Regions from separate parts of the Sus scrofa genome. Here region 2 is linked to region 1. Evidence: chromatin contacts called from public promoter capture Hi-C data. All regions are on one chromosome and are shown on one strand. The core of a region is the stretch at or near the end of the contact, and the rest is flanking DNA. Distances in the headings are between cores, read along the strand shown. Region 1 holds the start of H2AFY (H2A histone family, member Y). Region 2 holds the start of SMAD5 (mothers against decapentaplegic homolog 5).

What was found. Promoter capture Hi-C pulls out the DNA fragments that hold promoters and counts their contacts.
Region 2: a promoter capture Hi-C map of liver shows a contact between it and region 1, with 3 times the contacts expected there. The contact joins the promoter of SMAD5 here to the promoter of H2AFY in region 1. A contact is called at or near these places in 1 of 5 promoter capture datasets (liver) and 1 of 2 datasets of contacts at active chromatin or transcription factors (alveolar macrophages).

Annotation. Positions count from the first base shown.
Region 1 is chr2:137,620,565-137,626,875 of Sscrofa11.1, forward strand. H2AFY (H2A histone family, member Y) reads right to left here and starts at 3,287. Exons shown (of 9, transcript NM_001244563.1): 1 at 3,113-3,287.
Region 2 is chr2:138,285,279-138,291,589 of Sscrofa11.1, forward strand. SMAD5 (mothers against decapentaplegic homolog 5) reads left to right here and starts at 2,357. Exons shown (of 7, transcript XM_021084785.1): 1 at 2,357-2,949.

The sequences.
Region 1 (6,311 bases), core at 2,037-4,536:
AACCCGGAGCTGCCACTCCAGCAGAAGGCCATCGGAGGCAAAGGTGAGCTTCCGGAGGGCAAGACCCTGGTCAGGTTTGGCACTGGTGGCTATTCAGTGTCTGTTGGCTAATCTCCCAATAAGAACACAGCACATCTGACCGTGTCTTCCTCCTTCTCAGACCGTAATGGCTCATGATTACTGCTCTTACCATGCCGGTGTGTTTCTGATCTGGATCCTCTGCAATTTGGTCTGTGCGGCCTCCGTTTCACCTGACTCCCCTTTAGGATCCAGTCCTCCCGAGCCTCTGGTAGTCCTCCCACATGACCTCTGTTGTCACTGCTCTAAGGCTCTGCACACACACACCTGTCCCCACCTGCCCGTCTTTGCCCAACCAACACTCACTTGGCCCTTCCGGGCCTGATAGGGGCCTGGCTAAGTAACTGTACTGGGAGGTCCTGTGGCCTCCTGCCCTGACTTTGCAGCGGCGGACTGCCTGCCTTCTCCTCATGTCAGCTTCCCAAGGGAAAGAACTGGGCTTTTTTTCCCTTTTTCTTTACTAAATTACCAGCTTATTATAAAAGGATATAACTGAGGAACAGTCAGAACGGAAGAGCTCCACAGGGCAAGGTGCAGGGAGGTGCAGGGAGCTCCACATGCTTCCTGACCTGGACACTCTGAGCCCTGTCCTTTGGGGGGGTGGGGGGGGGGAGGTTCCATTACACAGGAGGAATGTTAACCAAATGATTGGCCACTGGCAACTGATTCAACTCCCAGGCGCCTCCCCTCCCGGGAGGTGGGGGAACATGGCAAGACTGGGCATTTCTTGGTCAGGTTCTGTCCCCAGTGCCTCAAGAAATATTTACTGAAAGACTGCAAGACACTGGTCTAGCAAGCTTGATCCAGGCAAACAAGCCATGCAACTTTTTGGAATAGAGAGCTGACCCACTTGGGCTCACTCCTAAGAGCGAAGGTGGGGCCCTATGTACGTCTACACCTACAGAACGCCAGAAGGACCCACAGGACAGGTATGGGCCCCACTGACCCCTGCCCCTCCCCAGCCCACATGTCCAGAATGGGGCTCTGAAAAAGCCGACACAAATCCAAGGGCCCACTCACATGAGAACTGGAGAATGCTGCAATTCTGATGAACACCACATACAGAGTCTTGTTGGGTTTTGCCAGGTCGGGATTTGCAGTCTGTGCTTTTGTTTATTTAAATAAACCTTTAAATCGCTTGGGGCAACATTAACTCTGAAGCTATCAGAGGCAGGTCCCAGAACACAGATATGTGCTCCAATTCTCTCTGTGAGAAACGGATGAGGGCTCTTCCAGACCTGCTGTCTCCAGGGCCAGAAGCAACGGCAGACTGAGCGATACCACTCTCTGACTCTGGCCCATTTGGAAGAGACCAATCCAGTGACTTACAGTGGTGTATTAGAGAGTCATGTGTGATGTTCCAGACACCTCTTAAAGTTTAATAAAATGTGAGCCATCCCTTCCTCATTCTAAAGGCCTTGCCTCAAACAATGTTCCCTTACTTTAACCCCTTCTCTCCTACTCAACGCCTTTATTGAGGGATCAGCATTAACAACGGCAAGAGATTACAACAATAATCGACTGGAGAGATTTCTCACGCTCTTCTTAAAACTTGAATAGAAAAAGAATTTAAAGTCTTGAGGATTTTTTGAAAAAAGAAAGACAAATAAATTGAAAACCACCTTATCCTCATCCAGGAGCCTCTTGTACGAGACTGAGATGCCACCGGCCAACTATGCTTAGTTGTGTACAAGGGCTATTAATGCCAGTTGCACACATGAGGTGTCCATTTCAGAGCTAATAGCGCCTCTGACAGCTGACTAGTCACCCTGAAGTAGGTAGGTTCCACCTAATTCACAACGAGTCTCCTACTCAAACCTAAAACTGTTCAAAATTCCCAGTCCCTGGAGCAGGAAGCCTTGGAACAAAGCACTTTCCCCCCTCTTTAATGATAAAACCTCAAACCACAAAGGTAGAAAAAAGACAGAGCGAGAAGTACCCCTCTACTTGTCTATTCTTACATGCCTTTATTGGATCACTAAAGTCTTACAAAGAATCCGTGGTAATTTTAATTGTTGAATTCAAGGTTTGTCTCGGCTGCTGTTAGTCTCTGACTTTCAAACGCATGAATATTTTCCCTAACATCTTGTCTAACGCCTTCCAAGGAGTCCACCGACAAGATCTTTGAGGGATCTGTGCTCCCTGCAGGAGTGGAGGTGGGGTGCACCAGCCCGCACACCTGTTGTCAGGTGACAAGGCCAGCAGCATCCTGTGTATTCACCTCCTCGCTCCACCCCACCCCTCAGTGAGCCTCTTCCCTCCTGGCCTTCTCCACCCGAGAAGCCTACAGCCTTCCGGAATTACCTTAAAAAAAAAAAAAAAAAAAAAAAAAACTCCCAACCAACCACAAAGCAAACAAAAGGCTGATCAGGAGACGAGCCAGAGAGCAGCAGGGGTTCCCGAGGCCCCCCTCCAGCCAGTCCCCGGACAAACCCCTCCCCGCCCTTGCCCCTGCCCCTGCCCGCTTCCAGCCCCGCAAGTATCTCCCCAACCCCCTCACCCTACCCTCCCAGCAGATACCAGCCAGACGCCTACACCACGGCCACATGGGGCTCAGGCCCCATTTATTGTGCCTGGGCCGGCAACTCCCGGGCGGGCGCCTCACCAAGTACAACTCCGCGCACAAGAGCCCCCGGCGTCCAGGCCCAGGCCGGCCGGCCGGGGCGCGGCGCCTCCCCGGCTTCGAGTCCAGCCCTCCCGGCCCGGGAAGGGACGCTGGGGGAGGGGCCGGGGCTGCCTGAGGCCACAAAAGCGCCCGGGCGCGGGCAGGAGGACGCGTTCGAAGAGAAGTTGGCTTCCGGGTTTCCTTTTTGAACAAAACCGAAGGGAATCCCGCGCGGCCGGGGTAGGGCCTGGGAGGGCGCCGTGCGCACGCGAGGCCCCAGCGTGGGCCGCGCCAAGCACCACGGCCCGAGCGCCGCCCGGTGCGCGCCAGGCCGGGCCGCTCCCGGGCACCCTCGTCCGGCTGAGCGCGGCGGCCGGACCCGGGCGGCGGGGACCGGGCGCGTGGCGAGGGGGCCCGCGCGGCACTTACGGGGAGGCTCGGCCGCAGCGGCGGCGGCGGCGGCAGCAGCAAGGTGTCCGGCCCGTGCCCTCTCGGCCGCTCGCGCCTTTTCTCTCCGCTCTCCTCACTGGCCCGCCCGCCTCCTCGCTTCCCGCCCGCGCGCCCCGCGCTCGCCCCCTCCGCCCGGCTCCGCTGCCGAGTGAACTGGAACCAGTCGCCGCGGCCCCGGGATTCCCACAATGCACAGCGCGCAGCTCGTCACATCCCATCCCGTCCCCGCGCGTCCGGCCACCCCTCCCGCGCCACTCCGGCGCCCCGGCCTTGACCCCAAGCTCGCGGCTGCGCGCGCGGGAGCCCTCCGCGCTGTGCCGCCTGGACGTCGGTGGGTCGGTGCCCGGGGCGCACCAAGGCCCTGACTTGTGGCCTCTACCCTCAGGCGCCCCGCCCGGACGCCGCCCGCCGAGTCCGGTCCGAGCCCTGGGCTAAGTCCTGGGAAAGGGTCGGAACACTGGTTGGCAGAGGCTCTTCTCCAGCTCGCGTGCCAGCCTGAGTGTCTCCAGTGACACTTAATGAGCGCCCACTGTGGGGGGACTTTCGCTGTCCCCCTAGAGCCTTCCCACTAAGGCAGGGACGGAGGCACAACTGCTTCTCCCTCCCCAACCAGTGCAAACCTTCCGAGCACCTAAGAACCTCCCGCTGTCTTTGGATACAACCCCCCATTAAACCTGCCCCATGACCAACTAATGCACATCCGGCTCCCCTGGGGTTCTTCATAGTGACACCTACAGGTCTGGATCTGCTTTGTTCCGTGGAAGGTGATGGCTATTTCGATTCAGCAAAATGTTCCTTCTTGGACCAAGTCGGGATTTATTAATATAAACAGTGATTCTTTATCATTATACACATTTTTTTTTCTTTGCTAACAAGCAGAAAGAGGAGAGAGCGCAACAAAGGCCATCTGTGTATTTCTAAACTGGTTTTTGGCCTGAAGGCTAACGTTAGTGACCCATCTTGAGTACTCAAATAGGGACCTTCCCTCTCCCCCCTCTTTCCTCTATCCACCAAAGTGCAGAGGGAAGCCATCTCAGCACCCATCTGAGGACCAGATTTAGATAACAATGCATACTGGCAGAGTTGTTCTGTGGCTGCTGGAGTTGGTGATGGGAGATTATTAGAGTCATTAAAGATGCCTCCCAGCTCTCAGACTGCCCCTACAAGAGCAGTGGGAACCTCCTCCCCTCACTCTTTACACTGTCTTTTAAAAGTCTGCAAAGCAGTGTCCAATACATGCCATTCATACATCCATTAATTCAATTAAATATTTTGCTCATACTTTGTGCCATGCAACAATGTAAGTGATGAGGAGGAGGCAGTGACTAGAGCAGACAAAAATCCCTGACCTCCTGGAGTCTGAGTCTGGCAGGGAAGGACTAGAGGCAGAAGAGATGATGTGGCAGATGGTGTAAATGCTGGAGAGAAAATAACCAGGGAAGGAGAACAGGGGGTATGAGTTGAGGTGGGGTTTCGAAGTTTAGAGAAGGCCTCCCTGAGAAGATGACATTGAAGCAAAGATGTGAAAGAACCAAGTGAGCAAGGCCAAGTGGCTATCTGGGGGAGGAGTGTTCCCAGAATGAGGAACAGCAGAAGCAAAGACCCTGAGGCAGAAGGGTCTCTGAAATTATCAAGGAATAGCCAGTGTGTTCTTACCACAAAAAAGAAATGATATGTGACACGACCAAAGTGTTAACTAATGCTAAAGTGGTAATTATACTGCAAAAGATAAACGAATCAAATCAACAGATTATACACATGAAACACACAATGTTATTTGCCAATAATATCTCAAAGAAAGTTTTTGGCCACTCCACCAACACATGGACGTTCCCAGGTCAGGGGTCGAATCTGAGGCACAGCTGCGACCTACAACACAACTGTGGCAACACCGGATCCTTAACCAACTGCACCACAGTGGGAAATCCAATAATATCTCAGTTTTTAAAAACGGAATAGTGAGTATGAGGTTAGAGTAGAATGGGCGAAGGGGCAAACTACAGGAGATAAAACTGGACAAGTGAGGATTCTTTGCGTCTGAAAACAAAAGCATTAAGGATGTGTGAGGATTCTGCCAGGGAACCTGCAGAAAGGTGTCAAGGAAGGGACAGAGACCACTCCCACTTTGTTACTCTCTCCTTCCCTGGTCCTTGGTGGGGGGGTCCCTCAGTTCTCCAGGGGCCAGCCAGCAAGTGAGGCTTCCGCAGGCCATAGTAAGTATGTAAGGGTGCAGGCTTCAATAATTCACTCAACTAACACTTGCTGAGCACCTGCTGTGAGCAAGGCTCCTGCCAGGAGAGAAACCCTCCAGGTGTGTAGACACACTGCCCAGACTCTGGTTCAAAGGGTAAGCAGCGCTCCTGGAAATCTGAACAGGAGAGAACAGCTGGGCTCAGCGAAGGCCAGGCATGTGTGCAGACGGGGAGATGCCTGCAGGCTGCTGGGGGTGCCTGCTGCTGCCCTGGGGGTGTACAGACCTGAGGCTTCCTCTTCCCCAGGCCCGTAGTGATGGCTAAGGCCCTACACACCATAACTGTCTAAGCGATCCCAATCTGCAACCCTCAGGGGCCAAGCACCAACGCACTCGCCTCCACCCCAGCTTTGGTTTCTAAGTTGATGTCCCTGGCAACATGGAAGTGGGCCATGCCTACATGGCTGTCTTTTCTCTCCATCTCACTACCTGCCAAATCGCATATAGCCCATCACTTCCCTTTCCCAATGGTCCCAGCAGACACGCTATTTCTAGGACGTTTCGATCCCCAGTTTATAGACGAGGACATGACAGATTCAGAAAGCCAAGAAATATGCCCGAGATCACAGAGTGGGTAGGCTGGCACTGGGGTTCAAGCCCAGGTTCATCTGGGACCTGAGCTCTCACGGGTCAGTCCTGAGGAAAGCCCTTCCAGGGGCTTGGTTTCCTCTGCACCCAGCATCCACCCTCCCTACACTTCCGCCCAATTCACTGTGGGTCTTTTTCTCCCCACTCAGGCAAGCATCATCATCCTTGGATTTGAGTCCAAGGCCTCCAAGAACTGAACTTGGTGCCATCCCTATCCCCACACCCCTCCAGAGGGTGCCGTTCTCAGGGAACTCACTAGGAACATTGCCCCCCAGAGCGGTTCAAGATTCCCTGTCTCCACCTCGCCGGCAGGCTCCACCTGCCTTTCCCTTCTCCTAT
Region 2 (6,311 bases), core at 1,107-3,606, 660 kb after region 1:
GTCTTTCCAGGTCTTCTTGTTCCATAGACGCTCCCACATTTCCTGAAAATTACCCCCTTACTGAATCTGCAAAATTCAAGGTGGAAGTAGGTCATTGACCAAACACTTAGGCTGGGTCTTTACTTCAAATGAATAATTAACAGAGTTGTTGGAAAAATTTAAAGAAAGGGCTCATTTTACCCTTAAACATTCACTTGGCTATAGGGGAACTGTTTGGAGCGCAAATCAGGGTTTCTGAACCCCATCACTGTTGGTATTTTGGACCAGATAATCCTTGGTAGAAGAGGCTCTCCTGTGTATCATAGAATGTTTAGCAGCATCCTTGGCTTTGACCCAGCAGATGTCAGGAGCACCCCCCTCCTAGATTCGACGACAACCAAGATTGTTTTCAAAGATTGTCAAATGTTTCCTGGAGCCCACGGTGACCCCTGTTTGAGAATCACTGGCCTAAATTGTCCAGAAACAGTATTCTCTAGAAGTAATATATTTGACTTTTAATGCTGCTTCTGTTTGGTCTTTCTGGTCCATAAATGTTCAACTGAAAAAGCAGTTTATTTGGATGCCCCACTGACTATATCTACATGTTCAGATTGCCCTGTTCTACATTTGCTTTTAGATCCCATCTGATTGCCCCAAGCAGAGACTTCCTTATTCCATTCTTATGGCTCTGACAGGCATAGTCATTTGCTGTTAGATAATCTGTTTGACTCTATAGATCTTTAATGATCTGTCTGATTTTTTTATACCCTTTGAGGTCTGGGTAACATCTTGGTCCTTTGGGAGGAGTTTCCCTTCCTGTCTTCTATGCTATCATCTCTTCCAATTTAAGACCTAAGCTGAGCCCACACAGCAACTTGGAGACATTGGAGTCTCTAGTTGATCTGATCAGTAGTTCTGGAAACAAAACTATTGGCTTTGAGATTAACATGGGATTGTCAAAAGGAATCCTGTAATCACAAATTGTTATACATGTGTAGTGACTGTGAGACAGCAGACAGTTTGCTTTGGGAAGGACTTTGCTGGCTGTTGGAAGTGAGGAATAGCTGTAGCATAGAAAATATTTAAACCAAAGTATGTCTTACAATGTTCTCTGCACAGCTCTCTGCAAACAGCCGTTTTGGGGGGAAAAAAAATTGCATTCTCCAAGGCAGGGTTGTGGGCACTTCTGGGAGCTGTAAACCCTGGCAGGCTCCAGAAATATGTGCCTTCCAAGGGCTGGGAAGTTCTGAATTAACAACAAATAATCAGTGAGTGTGACAAAGAGTTAAGGTACACAGATTTTACTTTCACAAAGTTTATGATGTAGTAAAGAGTTTTAAGACGTGGACCTGAGATTGCAAACTAATGGCCAGCAGGCTAAATTGGGACCATGGATTTGTTTTACTTGGCTTGTACAGTGTTGGCCTCCTGAATGTCTAAGACAGAGAGAGACAAAGAGAGAAAGAATGAAAAAAGTTGCTAAACATATAAAACTGAGATTTTTTTGCATTAAAGTCCAGATTTCCAGCTGTTTTTGAAAAATCAGAAGATCTGCCAACCCTGGGTTCTTATTCCCACATTCCCCCATGGTGATGGTTAGCTGGGGTGAAATAGCAGCTGCCCCCTTTGAACAGAGCAGAGCCTCGCTGGTTTCCCACTCCCTCAGAGGCCTCTGTCCACGTCTGAGATGACTGCCTTGAATGTAGGGACATTTCCCATTGACTATATCTCTTCACCGTTGAAACCAACCACTGAAGCCTGGAGCAAGACAGCTGCTTCCCACTTGTTTCAGGTGAGATGACCTTGGGGCAGGCCACAGTGGTGGCCAAAGAGGCCACAGGAAATGGTCCGATTTGGGATATATTTGGAAGGTAGTATTAATAAGATTTCGCGACGGTTTGGTTTAGGGAATGAGAGGGAGGATTTGAAAATGACTCCAATTTTGATTTTGACTTAGATTGATTTGAGTTAACCCATAGCGGAATATGGAAAACCCGTATGGAAGTTTTCAAATAAAAACAAAATTGCCGAAAAGTCTTCTTCTTTCGTCGTCTCCAAAGTGGGTGCCTTAGAAGGTACCACTCTCGTTTTCTGGGACATGCTGACCCTTTGGAAGATGGGGGAGGGAGGGAGCTTTGAGAAGAGCCTCAGTATCTGAGAAAAGAGAAGTAGGCTCTTGTTTGGGGAGATGGAGTGGAGCTCTATCAGTCTGTGGGCGCCCTCTGCGCCCCTCGGTGTCCCCAGCTGTCCAGGACGGCCTCTCTTGCACTGCTGGGGTGTCAGTACGTGGACAGCCCTAGTTCGGGGAACTCCAAGGTCTGGCACTGCAAAAGGGGTGGAGGATGGTAGAGGCGCCAAGATTTCCACGTGGGAGGGGTTTTCAGGCCGCATCCAGTAAGCAGCTGTATCCAAGCAGCTTGTTTTGAACTTACTCTCTCCGCAGAAAGAGGACTCTCTGCCCTCAGATTTATATTTGTATTGCAAATCATTAAGCGGAGCTAAGGGGCATCTGAAGATGTTTTTATTTACACTTTATATGTGACTGAGAAAATCTTCAACCGTCCATGTCAAGGACAATTATTTTATTTTATTACAACGTGGGCTGACTTGGTTAATGGAGACTACTAGCGGTGGTGGGAACTAGCCGACTGCCACTCCTGGGCCTGGCCGTGGACACGGGAAGCCTCCACCAGATCCGCAGATCGGAAGCCGGAGATTGCGGGCGCCGAGCCAAGCGCGGAGGCTTCCTCAGCCGCCGGAGCGAGACGGCCCTTCCCTCCGTCCCGCAGCGGTCACTCGGCCGCTTGCGCGCATGCGCCGAGCCCGCGGCGTCCTCCCCGGCTCCTTCCCTCCTTCATCCGGGTCCTGGGCGAGCGGGCGCCGTGCGCGTGTCCCGCGGCCGAGCTGCTAATAAAGTTGCGCCGAGGGAAAGCGCGGCGACGGCGCCGGGAGAGCGCGCGCCGCCGGCCCGTGAGTGAATGTGGGGCCCTGGGACGGGCGGGCGAGCGGGAGCGGGGGCTGCGGGCTGTGCGGGGACGCGGCTCTGCCCTAGCGGCCGGACTCGGGCCGAGGCGGGGGCGTGCGGCCGCGGGCGGAGCGGAAACCAGCCGGGCCTGCGGGGCGGGAGGTAGGCCGAGCCCCGGCCTGCCCGGGTCCAGGCGGGCGCCCATGGTGCGGCTCGGCCGGCTGCGGAGGCCTGGCCTGCGGCCGGGGCCGTCCCGAGGCGGGGCAGAGGCTGGCCCTTGTCCCGACGCCGCCGTTACCGCCCGCACTGAGGCGGGAGGCGTTCAGGACGCTTCGCGGGGCTCCCCGGCCTCGCTTCGGTCCGGAGGAGCGGTTTGTTCTCCCTCTTCTAAGCGCCACCCTCAAACACACCCCTGGGAGGATGGCCGAGCTCGGCCGAGCAGCCGGGTCGGCCACCCTGCCAAGCAGCCCGGTGGCTCGATGAATCAATCCGTGCCGCCGTCGCTTTGTGTTTCAGTCCTTATCTTAAGGATCCACGCTTATCGGTGGGAATTACACCCTGGTTATTTGTGACCTGCCGCTGCACCCAGCTGGTGCTTCGACCTGGTTTGAGCCACTTGCCATGCCAGTTTTCATCCTGGCAGAGATTTCTTCTACTTCCTATCAGCTGCTGCAAGGCAAGCGGCAGACAGTGACTGTTTGCCTACAGCCTCTTCCACCCCTGCCGGGGTCCTCCAGTCGAGTGTCAGGACTCAGATTCACGGTCGGGTCGGCTCCCCTCCCCCTCCCTCCCCCTCTTTGCTCTCTTCCCCTTTCAGCTGCTGTTATTACGTGGAGTTTGGAGCCTAAGCTTTGAAAACTCCCATGTGGCGCCTGTCTTAAGTCGGAGCATGCTCAGTAGCCCAAACAGATTTTGGTTGCAAAAAGAACTGGGGCGAGGATAGTCGGGTATTTTGGACGTTTGCCCGCTTCCTAACAAAATGTTCCAGTTCTGGTTTGGATGGCATTGGAGAGTGGAGCTGTAGGCCAGCCTAGAGGTGAGGAATGCCTGAACACCCTGGGCCAGATCTCTATCTTGATTGTAGAGACATTGTTTCCTGACCAGCTGGAGGTCGGAGGGTGGGGTGGGGGGAGTTGGGGGGAGCATTCCTGGCTGCCTCTGCGTTTTTGTGGGTGTGGTACTAAGTGTATCTTGTTTACCTTATCTTTCTGTGGAAAAAGTTTTGAAGTCTCGTTAGGTTTGTCACATCATGCCTGTTGCCTAGCACCACCAGAAGTGTTCTCTTCCAGCAACAAAGACTGGATAGGTAGGAGGTTGTCCTAGGAGCCTTGGCCTTATAGAAGTTGAGAGGAAGGGTTTCTTGAGTTGCTGTTTTTTAAACTCTTTATTCTTTTTTTTTTTTTTAACTGGAGTAGTTAAATATCCTTCAATTAGAGTACCCAACTTGCCCAGAGTGAATTAGTTTCCAATATGCAAGCTGAAAGGTTAAAAAACTTCATCCCCAGAGGTTAGTAACCTTCCAAGCAGTTTCACATGGCTCTTACATGCCAGTGTTGTGGGGGAGAGGACCTCTCTACACAGTGTGACAGTTTCACGTTTTTTGATCCATATATTTTAATGAAATCATTGTGTTCCAAGTTAAGTAAATAAGGAATTATTTATAGATCTGAACACATTTTATATCCCTTCTTTTACTGCTACTTTGGTTAAGTTTTTTTCCTTTAAGGTGAATCTGAGATTACAAGAATACAGAACAATTCTTAAGAAACAAGTTAACAAAGTGTAACCTTCATAAAGGTTGTATAAATTACCTTTAGATTTTTTTTTAAATGATTGTCTCCATAGCCTCCTCCCTTCTTCCTTCTCTGCACTGCTGCTTTCTCAGTCGGTATGCCTTTGCTTTGCACATAGCTGCTTTTATCGCATAAACTTCAGCCAGTTATTTTTGTTAATAAAATCCATTCGTCATTTATGCTTCCATTCCTTTGAGATCACAGCTGAAATAGGCAATAAAAGTTAGATGAACCTTCCCAACTGACTTTCCTCTTAGATTTTAAATGCATCCATATGATGTCTATTTAAAATGAAGAAAAGAACAGGGATCTGGAAAAGAAAAGAATATTTTTGTAGGTTCTGTGCAGATGTGGTTATCTGCTTGTCTGGTTCACTGTGGTAGGCGCCACAAAAATGGGTAGATTGATACGTGTTGCATTTCTTTCCCCTCTGGCAAAGTGAGTTATTAATTTCAGTGAGAGGCAGTGGCAGAATGTTGTTACTAATGAGGTCTGAATCAGATTGTTGTTTACTGGTTATGTAACATGTTGCTGGAAGTATTATTAAAAGTTGCCTTCTGTAGCAAGGTAGAGGCAAGTCAATTCTGCTTACCCTCTTCCCTGGGTTTTAATTCTTGGCTGAACCTGAAGGCACATTAGGCTATAACCATAATTATACCTGGGCAGCCTGTCTGTTTCCTGTTTTCATCATGAACCCAAACATTATGATTTGCAGTGATGATCTTTTTTGTCCTTTGTGTTAAACAGAGGCAGTATGTTTTCTCTCGATTCTGAAAACAGATTTGTAACTTGGTCAAATCAAAGATATTGGGGTCTTAGTGTTTTGAAGACTAGGCAGTAAAATAATACCAAATCATTTTTAATTTCTTAGGAACTTAAGTTGAGATACTGTCTTAAATAATCGATTTTGTACATATTGATTGTTGTTGTATGTAAATTTTATTATTACCAGTAGTTGGTAGGGTCTTTGAATTAAGAAAGCCTTTTTTGTTTATGACTTATCAGTGTTTATTATTACCAGATGTATATTTTGGTTTAGGCAGTGAGCTGCACATTTGGGTGAGTTTCATGGCTGACTTGAGTACACTTTAGGATACAGCTGCCTTTATTGCTCTGGTTTATCAGTCTTCCCTGTTCTCTTTACTTCCAGAGGGTCGTGTTCCTTCTTTCTCTTTTTCATGCTTCATATTAACCACAAAGAAGCCAAATAGGAGTTCCATTGTTAAGGACCCGGCATTATCTCTGTGAGGATGCGGGTACCATTCCTGGCCTTGCTCAGTGGGTTAAGGATCCGGCATTGCCGTGGCTGTGGCTTAGGCCCCAGCTGCAGCTCCAATTCGACCCCTCGCCAGAAACTTCCTTACGGTGCAGGTGAGGCCATAAAAAAAGAAAAAGAAGAAGCCAAAATAGTTTTGTTTCTTCAGACATTTTGGGTGTTTTATATCTTATGGGTTTGCCAGTATGCTAATAAAGTCAAAGACATTGGAGATTTAGTTTTGTAAGGGAAGGTCTTATAAAAGGAACTCTTACAAGTAGCCTGAGGGATGAAAGCTCTACTAGTCTGAATATTTTGG